2 separate regions of the Mus musculus genome follow, and region 2 is linked to region 1. The links are chromatin contacts, called in public promoter capture Hi-C maps. All regions are on one chromosome and are shown on one strand. The core of a region is the stretch at or near the end of the contact, and the rest is flanking DNA. Distances in the headings are between cores, read along the strand shown. Region 1 overlaps Epb41 (erythrocyte membrane protein band 4.1). Region 2 overlaps Oprd1 (opioid receptor, delta 1).

Region 1 (3,466 bases), core at 417-2,916:
ATGGAATTATTTCTGTTGCTACTTCATATCTGTAATTCTGCTACTGCTGTGAATCATAATGTAAGTAGTTCTGGAGATAGAACTTTGCCAAAGGAGTTGCTGCCCACAGGTTGGGAACCACTGCTCTAAGCAGTTAATGAGTTTTCCTACTGGGTTCGTGCCGCTTTCCTCTGGTTTTGATGTCTGTCATATTGGTGCATGTGTGGGGGTGAGCAGGTATGGCTGCTTATGCAGTAGCACGTATGTGGACATCAGAAGGCTGTTGCTGTGCACACGAGCATCTGAGAATTCTGTCTGTTTCCAGGGAAACATGAGTGCATGTCAGTGAGTGCACATGGAGGCCAGAGGTTGACATCAAGTGTTTCTATGATAACATTCCAGCTATGTTTTTGAGACAGGGTCACTCTCTGAACCTGGAGCTCGCCAGTGTGCTAGGTTGGCTTGCCAGAAAGCTGCAGGGATCTGCTCGCCAACCCACAGCTAAGTTCACAGACATAGACGTAGCTAGTGCACGGGGCTGATAATCTGAAATCAGGTCTTATACTTGCCCACAAGCACATTACCAGCTGAGTCACTTTCCCAGCCCACGCTGAAACACCTTAAATACAAATCACTAATGTACTAATAAACATTTAATTACTTCAAATGGGCAAATTGTACAATATATAAATTATATCACAGTAAAGTTGTTGAAAACATAAAACAGCGCTGACCATATTTATTGTGATCTGTAGTTTGTAGCCTCCTTACTGCAAAACTGAAGGGAATTTGCTTTTCTCCAGGGCTCCTAAGTGGTATCCTTCCGTTGAGTTATATGTCACTGTGTACATAATTAATATTTTTAAAGATTTATTTATTTCATGTATGTGAGCACACTGTTGCTCTCTTCAAACACACCAGAAGAGGGCATCGGACCCCATTACAGATGGTTGTGAACTACCATGTGGTTGCTGGGATTTGAACTCAGGACCTCTGGAAGAGCAGTCAGAGCTCTTAACCACTGAGCCATCTCTCCAACCTGAATAATTGATTTTGCCCAACATATTCTTGAAATAGTATTAGCTCATAGCAAAATAAGTAGAAGGACTGAAGTATATGGTGTTAGAAGTTACTGATATTTAGAATTAAGTATTTTTCTTCCTGTTGAGTATTCTCTCCCTGGCTCCCCTACAGTTGGCATCATTCACATTCCACAGGAAACTCAGGTCTCTTCCTGGCACCACCATGTGAGGCGAGGGCTCATGTGAGGGTCACTTTTGTCTGGCTTGTTTCTTACTACTTTTCCTAGTGGGGGATGGTCATTATAGCTGGTATTTTCCAGTTTGTGAACTATGACCACTTCTGCATCTAGTCATTAGTTTTTATATTTGTATCTACTTTCCCATGCACAATAGGAATGCTGAAGACATAAATCATTTGGCTCTGCAGTATTAGTATTGGATTAGAACCAAATTCATGTAGCAAGATAACACATGGTGAAAGCGAGGGCTATGTGTCTATGATTTCAGGCAGAGTTGAATTAATTTTTTGAGAGGAGGTGTGAATACACATGTAATCCGAGGCATTAACACAACTGTGAGAAAAATATTTTGTCAGTTCCCTTGTTTTGTTAGGCTTGCTCTACCATCTGCCACTCTTGGGTTGACTAGCAGAGAGCACCCATTAGCAACAGGGACTCGCAAGCGGCCACAGATCTGTCATTGCGAGATGAGACAGGCTCAACGGTTCTGTTATTCTTTTGCTAGGCATCCTCTGAGAAGTCTTTCTCTGGAGATCATTGCAGGATAGTAAGCATTTCTTTCGTGGTGTCATTTGTATAACATAGATGTAACTTTCTATTTGTCAGTCTGTTCTGGCTTAAGGAATTCCTTTGCTTTGCTTTATTTTTTTTATAAATATAAATGTATCAGAATAAATTATGTTCAGTAGTCTGAAGAAAGTACATAATAAAGTTGTATGCTTCCATAAAAGAGTATTCAAATCTAATAAAAGTCTCAGTACAAGAAAGAATGAGGGCCTGTTATCTGAATGTCTCAATCAGAGCCCTGGAGATGGCGCCGTGGGTGAAGGTGCTTGGCACATAAAGCTGAGAGCTTGGGTTCAATCCCTGACCCCAAAGTGAAAGGAAAGACTCAATTGCCCTGGGTTACCCTCTGACCTCTACACACATGCTGTGACGTGTGTGCGTGCCCCCACACCCCACCAACATGCACACAAGGAGACAGATAGATAACTAACAATTAAATACAATTTTAAAATGAAGTATTAAAGTAAATGTGATGGGACATACTTACCTTTAATCCCAACATTTAAAAAAAAGATTTATTATTTATTTATTTATTGTATATGAGTGCGCTGTAGCTGTCTTCAGACACACCAGAAGAGGGCGTCAGATCTCATTACAGATGGTTGTGAGCCACCATTTGGTTGCTGGGAATTGAACTCAGGGCCTTTAGAAGAGCAGCCAGTACTCTTAACCTCTGAGACATCTCTCCAGCCCCCTAATCCTAGCATTTATGAAATAAAGGCAGGCAGATATCTGAGAGTTCAAGGCCAACCTGATCTACATGCTAAGTTCCAGAACAGCCAGGGATATGTAGAGAAAAATCCTCTCTCAAACAAAAAAACAAAGGTTTAGTTTTGACATTAAACTTGAGTAAGCTTTACTACAAAATGTATGGACATTTTCTTTTTTTACCCTGGAAGTAAAGAACAAAGATTAAAAACTAAAGATAATGACTGTTTCTTGTTTTATTTTGTGATATTGGGGGTGGAGCCCAGGGCCTCCTGCCTGCAGGGCAAGCAGTCTGTCACTGAGCTATAGCTCCACTCTCTATTTTGAATTAAGTTACCTAAAGCAGATGCCAAGTAGTTCCAATCCAAGTCACAGTTAATGAAGTGCAGAGGATTTTATAGTCAGCCTGTACAGTGTCTTTTCTCCAGAGCGGCCCAGGCAGGCTTCTCTCCTCAGCCTCTGCTGCCTTTGCCTCTGTGCACTAGGTGTCAGCATCTCCTTTCTCTGTCTGCCCCAGCTGTGACACCAAAACTTCTCCAGACATTGTCAAATATGCCCTGGGGGGAAATCAACCCTGGTTGAGAGTCAGTGTTCCAAGTACTTTACAGAACAGGGCTGTAAGGCATTGGCAAGGTGGAGAGGGCGCTCCATTAGTTAATGCTTTATTTTTGGGTGAAAGTCCAGAATTTTTTTAACTTTTTAAAAAAATATTTATTATTTATTTAATGTATGTGAGTACACTGTAGCTGTCTTCAGACACACCAGAAGGGAGCATCGGACTCCATTACAGATGGTTGTGAGCCACCATGTGGTTGCTGGGAATTGAACCCAGGACCTCTGAAAGAGCAGACATTAACTGTGCATCAGTGCTCTTAATTCTGGAGCCATCTCTCCAGCCCTTTTTTGAATTTTTAATTAACTGATTTATTAAAAGAGATTGTCTGGCACAAA
Region 2 (3,466 bases), core at 587-3,086, 140 kb before region 1:
TCCTACCTTTGTCTCCTGAGTGATGGGATTATAGATGTGTGCCACCTCACCTGGTCCAAAGTTGTTCTCTACATTAACTGATATCGGCCTGAGATGCAGGCCCTAGCCCTGACCTCTAGGCTCCAATATGTATCTGCTTCTCTTTCCTGTGAGTACGTCAACCGTTTGAGCCCCACTGAGCTAAACACCTTATGTATCTGAGTCTATTTCACAACTGTCTTAAGAAATGTCCTTCGGGCAGGTAGGGCTGGCTACATGGCTCAGACGTGCTTGCCACCAAGCCTGACAGTCTTGAGTTTGATCTCTGGAACAGGAATGGTTGGAGGAGAGAATGGACAACTGTATATTGTCCTTTAACCTTCACATGCATGTGTGGTACACACACACAGACAGACAGACAGACACAGACAGATAGACAGACAGACAGACAGACAGACACACACACACACACTCGACAAATCTAAATGTAACTAAAGAAACGTGGTTAGACTATTAGCCTCACCATAAGGAAATTTGAAGATGGTAATTTGCCCAAGACCACACACTTGGGCTGGAGTCAGACTTTCTCCTTCTCCTCTTCTTCCTTCTCGTTCTCCTTCTCCTCCTCTTCCTCCTCCTCTCCTTCCTTCTTCTTTCTTACCTCCTCTTCTCCTTCTCCTCTTCTTCCTCCTCTTCCTCCTCCTTCCTCCCCCTCCTCCTTGCTCCTCCTCCTTCCTCCTCTTCCTCCTTCCTCCCCCTCCTCCTCCTCCTCCTCCCCCTCCTCCTCCTTCTCCTAGCCTAGAAGTTAATGTAGTCAAAGATGACCTTGAACTTCTGCTCCTCCTTGCCTCCATCTCTGGAGTGCTTAGGGTACATGTGCCATCAGGCCCAGGTTTATACAGTACTGAGAATTGAACACAGGGACACTCTATCTGACACTCTGGCGATATTTAAATTATATTGACAGCCCTAGTCCACTGTTTAAATCAATCGATCCACTGGAGCAATTCTAGAAATGGGTGGGGGGTCTGTTGAGTTTACACACAATGACTGCCATTACCGGGTCAGGATAAATTATTACTGCCATTCATGGACATAAAGGCTTACAAAGGACCTGCGAGAGGACACAGAAGGGGACCTCCCAGATGAGGACCAATTCTGGGGTCTTTAAGCATAAGACGGAGTTCACCAAGTAAAGGGACATATTAGACATCAGAATCTCAACCCAGCTAGTCATTTTGAAAGAGGACAAGCAGACAGCGCCCCTTAGCCACACAGACCTCTGATCCCCGTCTTTTGTTTCCCCGGACTCAGATGGTGCAGTGGTATGCATGCTCCAGTTCCCCAGTCCCAGCTGGTACTGGGACACTGTGACCAAGATCTGCGTGTTCCTCTTTGCCTTCGTGGTGCCGATCCTCATCATCACGGTGTGCTATGGCCTCATGCTACTGCGCCTGCGCAGCGTGCGTCTGCTGTCCGGTTCCAAGGAGAAGGACCGCAGCCTGCGGCGCATCACGCGCATGGTGCTGGTGGTGGTGGGCGCCTTCGTGGTGTGCTGGGCGCCCATCCACATCTTCGTCATCGTCTGGACGCTGGTGGACATCAATCGGCGCGACCCACTTGTGGTGGCCGCACTGCACCTGTGCATTGCGCTGGGCTACGCCAACAGCAGCCTCAACCCGGTTCTCTACGCCTTCCTGGACGAGAACTTCAAGCGCTGCTTCCGCCAGCTCTGTCGCACGCCCTGCGGCCGCCAAGAACCCGGCAGTCTCCGTCGTCCCCGCCAGGCCACCACGCGTGAGCGTGTCACTGCCTGCACCCCCTCCGACGGCCCGGGCGGTGGCGCTGCCGCCTGACCTACCCGACCTTCCCCTTAAACGCCCCTCCCAAGTGAAGTGATCCAGAGGCCACACCGAGCTCCCTGGGAGGCTGTGGCCACCACCAGGACAGCTAGAATTGGGCCTGCACAGAGGGGAGGCCTCCTGTGGGGACGGGGCCTGAGGGATCAAAGGCTCCAGGTTGGAACGGTGGGGGTGAGGAAGCAGAGCTGGTGATTCCTAAACTGTATCCATTAGTAAGGCCTCTCCAATGGGACAGAGCCTCCGCCTTGAGATAACATCGGGTTCTGGCCTTTTTGAACACCCAGCTCCAGTCCAAGACCCAAGGATTCCAGCTCCAGGAACCAGGAGGGGCAGTGATGGGGTCGATGATTTGGTTTGGCTGAGAGTCCCAGCATTTGTGTTATGGGGAGGATCTCTCATCTTAGAGAAGATAAGGGGACAGGGCATTCAGGCAAGGCAGCTTGGGGTTTGGTCAGGAGATAAGCGCCCCCTTCCCTTGGGGGGAGGATAAGTGGGGGATGGTCAACGTTGGAGAAGAGTCAAAGTTCTCACCACCTTTCTAACTACTCAGCTAAACTCGTTGAGGCTAGGGCCAACGTGACTTCTCTGTAGAGAGGATACAAGCCGGGCCTGATGGGGCAGGCCTGTGTAATCCCAGTCATAGTGGAGGCTGAGGCTGGAAAATTAAGGACCAACAGCCTGGGCAATTTAGTGTCTCAAAATAAAATGTAAAGAGGGCTGGGAATGTAGCTCAGTGGTAGGGTGTTTGTGTGAGGCTCTGGGATCAATAAGACAAAACAACCAACCAACCAAAAACCTTCCAAACAACAAAACCAACCCTCAAACCAAAAAACTATGTGGGTGTCTCTGAGTCTGGTTTGAAGAGAACCCGCAGCCCTGTATCCCTGTGGGGCTGTGGACAGTGGGCAGAAGCAGAGGCTCCCTGGATCCTGAACAAGGGCCCCAAAAGCAAGTTCTAAAGGGACCCCTGAAACCGAGTAAGCCTTTGTGTCAAGAAGTGGGAGTAGAACCAGAAAGGTGGCTGAGTGATTAAGGGCACGTGACTCTCTTGCAGAGGACATAGGTTCGATTCCCAGCACCCACATAGTGGCTCACAGCCATCTGTAACCCCAGTCGCAGTCAATCTAATGCTTTCCAACAACTGTGGGCACCAGACATGAACATGGTACACATACATACATATATACATACATACAGGTGAAACACTCAGACACATAAAATAAATCTTCTTTTAAAAGTGGTGGCACATGCCTTTAATCCCAGCACCTGGGAGGCAGAGGCCAGCCTGGTCTACATAGTGAGTTCCAGGATGCTCAGGGCTACATGGTGAGACCCTGTCTCAATAAAAGTGTGTGTTGTAGGGAGAGTAAATCGTGAGGCAGGGGGCTGAGGCCTCTGCTTACAGGTTAAATCCTGAAGCCTGAACATGGATGCTTTTGGGGTTCCTGGGGTACTAGTGTATGTGGCTCAGTACCAGAGCACCGAGACCCTTTGTTTGAGCCCCCCCGTATGTGGTAACATGAATAAGGATTCTCACCAAATACTTGGACCCTTGATAAGAACCCGGAAGAAGACTCTTGCCCCTTCTCCCAGCGTCTGGCTGTCCATCAGATGCCTGGTGTCCA

The links. Capture Hi-C pulls out chosen DNA fragments and counts their contacts.
Region 2: a promoter capture Hi-C map of pancreatic islet shows a contact between it and region 1. The contact joins two enhancer-like sites. A contact is called at or near these places in 2 of 15 datasets of contacts at CTCF or cohesin (CD8 T cells and stem cell-derived epiblast-like cells), 1 of 484 Hi-C or Micro-C datasets (bone marrow-derived macrophages), 3 of 115 datasets of contacts at active chromatin or transcription factors (the HPC-7 cell line and embryonic stem cells) and 3 of 9 other capture datasets (adipose tissue, liver and pancreatic islet).

Annotation. Positions count from the first base shown.
Region 1 is chr4:131,968,576-131,972,041 of GRCm38.p6, reverse strand. All of the region lies in intron 11 of Epb41 (erythrocyte membrane protein band 4.1), which reads left to right. Among named protein-coding and RNA genes, the nearest start is that of Tmem200b, 49 kb to the right of the region's middle. Within about 2 kb of position 1,666, at least 4 of the 459 cell types and tissues checked have an H3K27ac peak or open chromatin away from gene starts, as enhancers often do. A contact at or near this core is called in pancreatic islet, where this site is marked.
Region 2 is chr4:132,111,896-132,115,361 of GRCm38.p6, reverse strand. It overlaps Oprd1 (opioid receptor, delta 1), which reads left to right. Exons shown (of 3, transcript NM_013622.3): 3 at 1,294-3,466. The coding sequence ends at 1,835. Among named protein-coding and RNA genes, the nearest start is that of n-TAcgc3, 12 kb to the left of the region's middle. Within about 2 kb of position 1,836, at least 19 of the 459 cell types and tissues checked have an H3K27ac peak or open chromatin away from gene starts, as enhancers often do. A contact at or near this core is called in pancreatic islet, where this site is marked.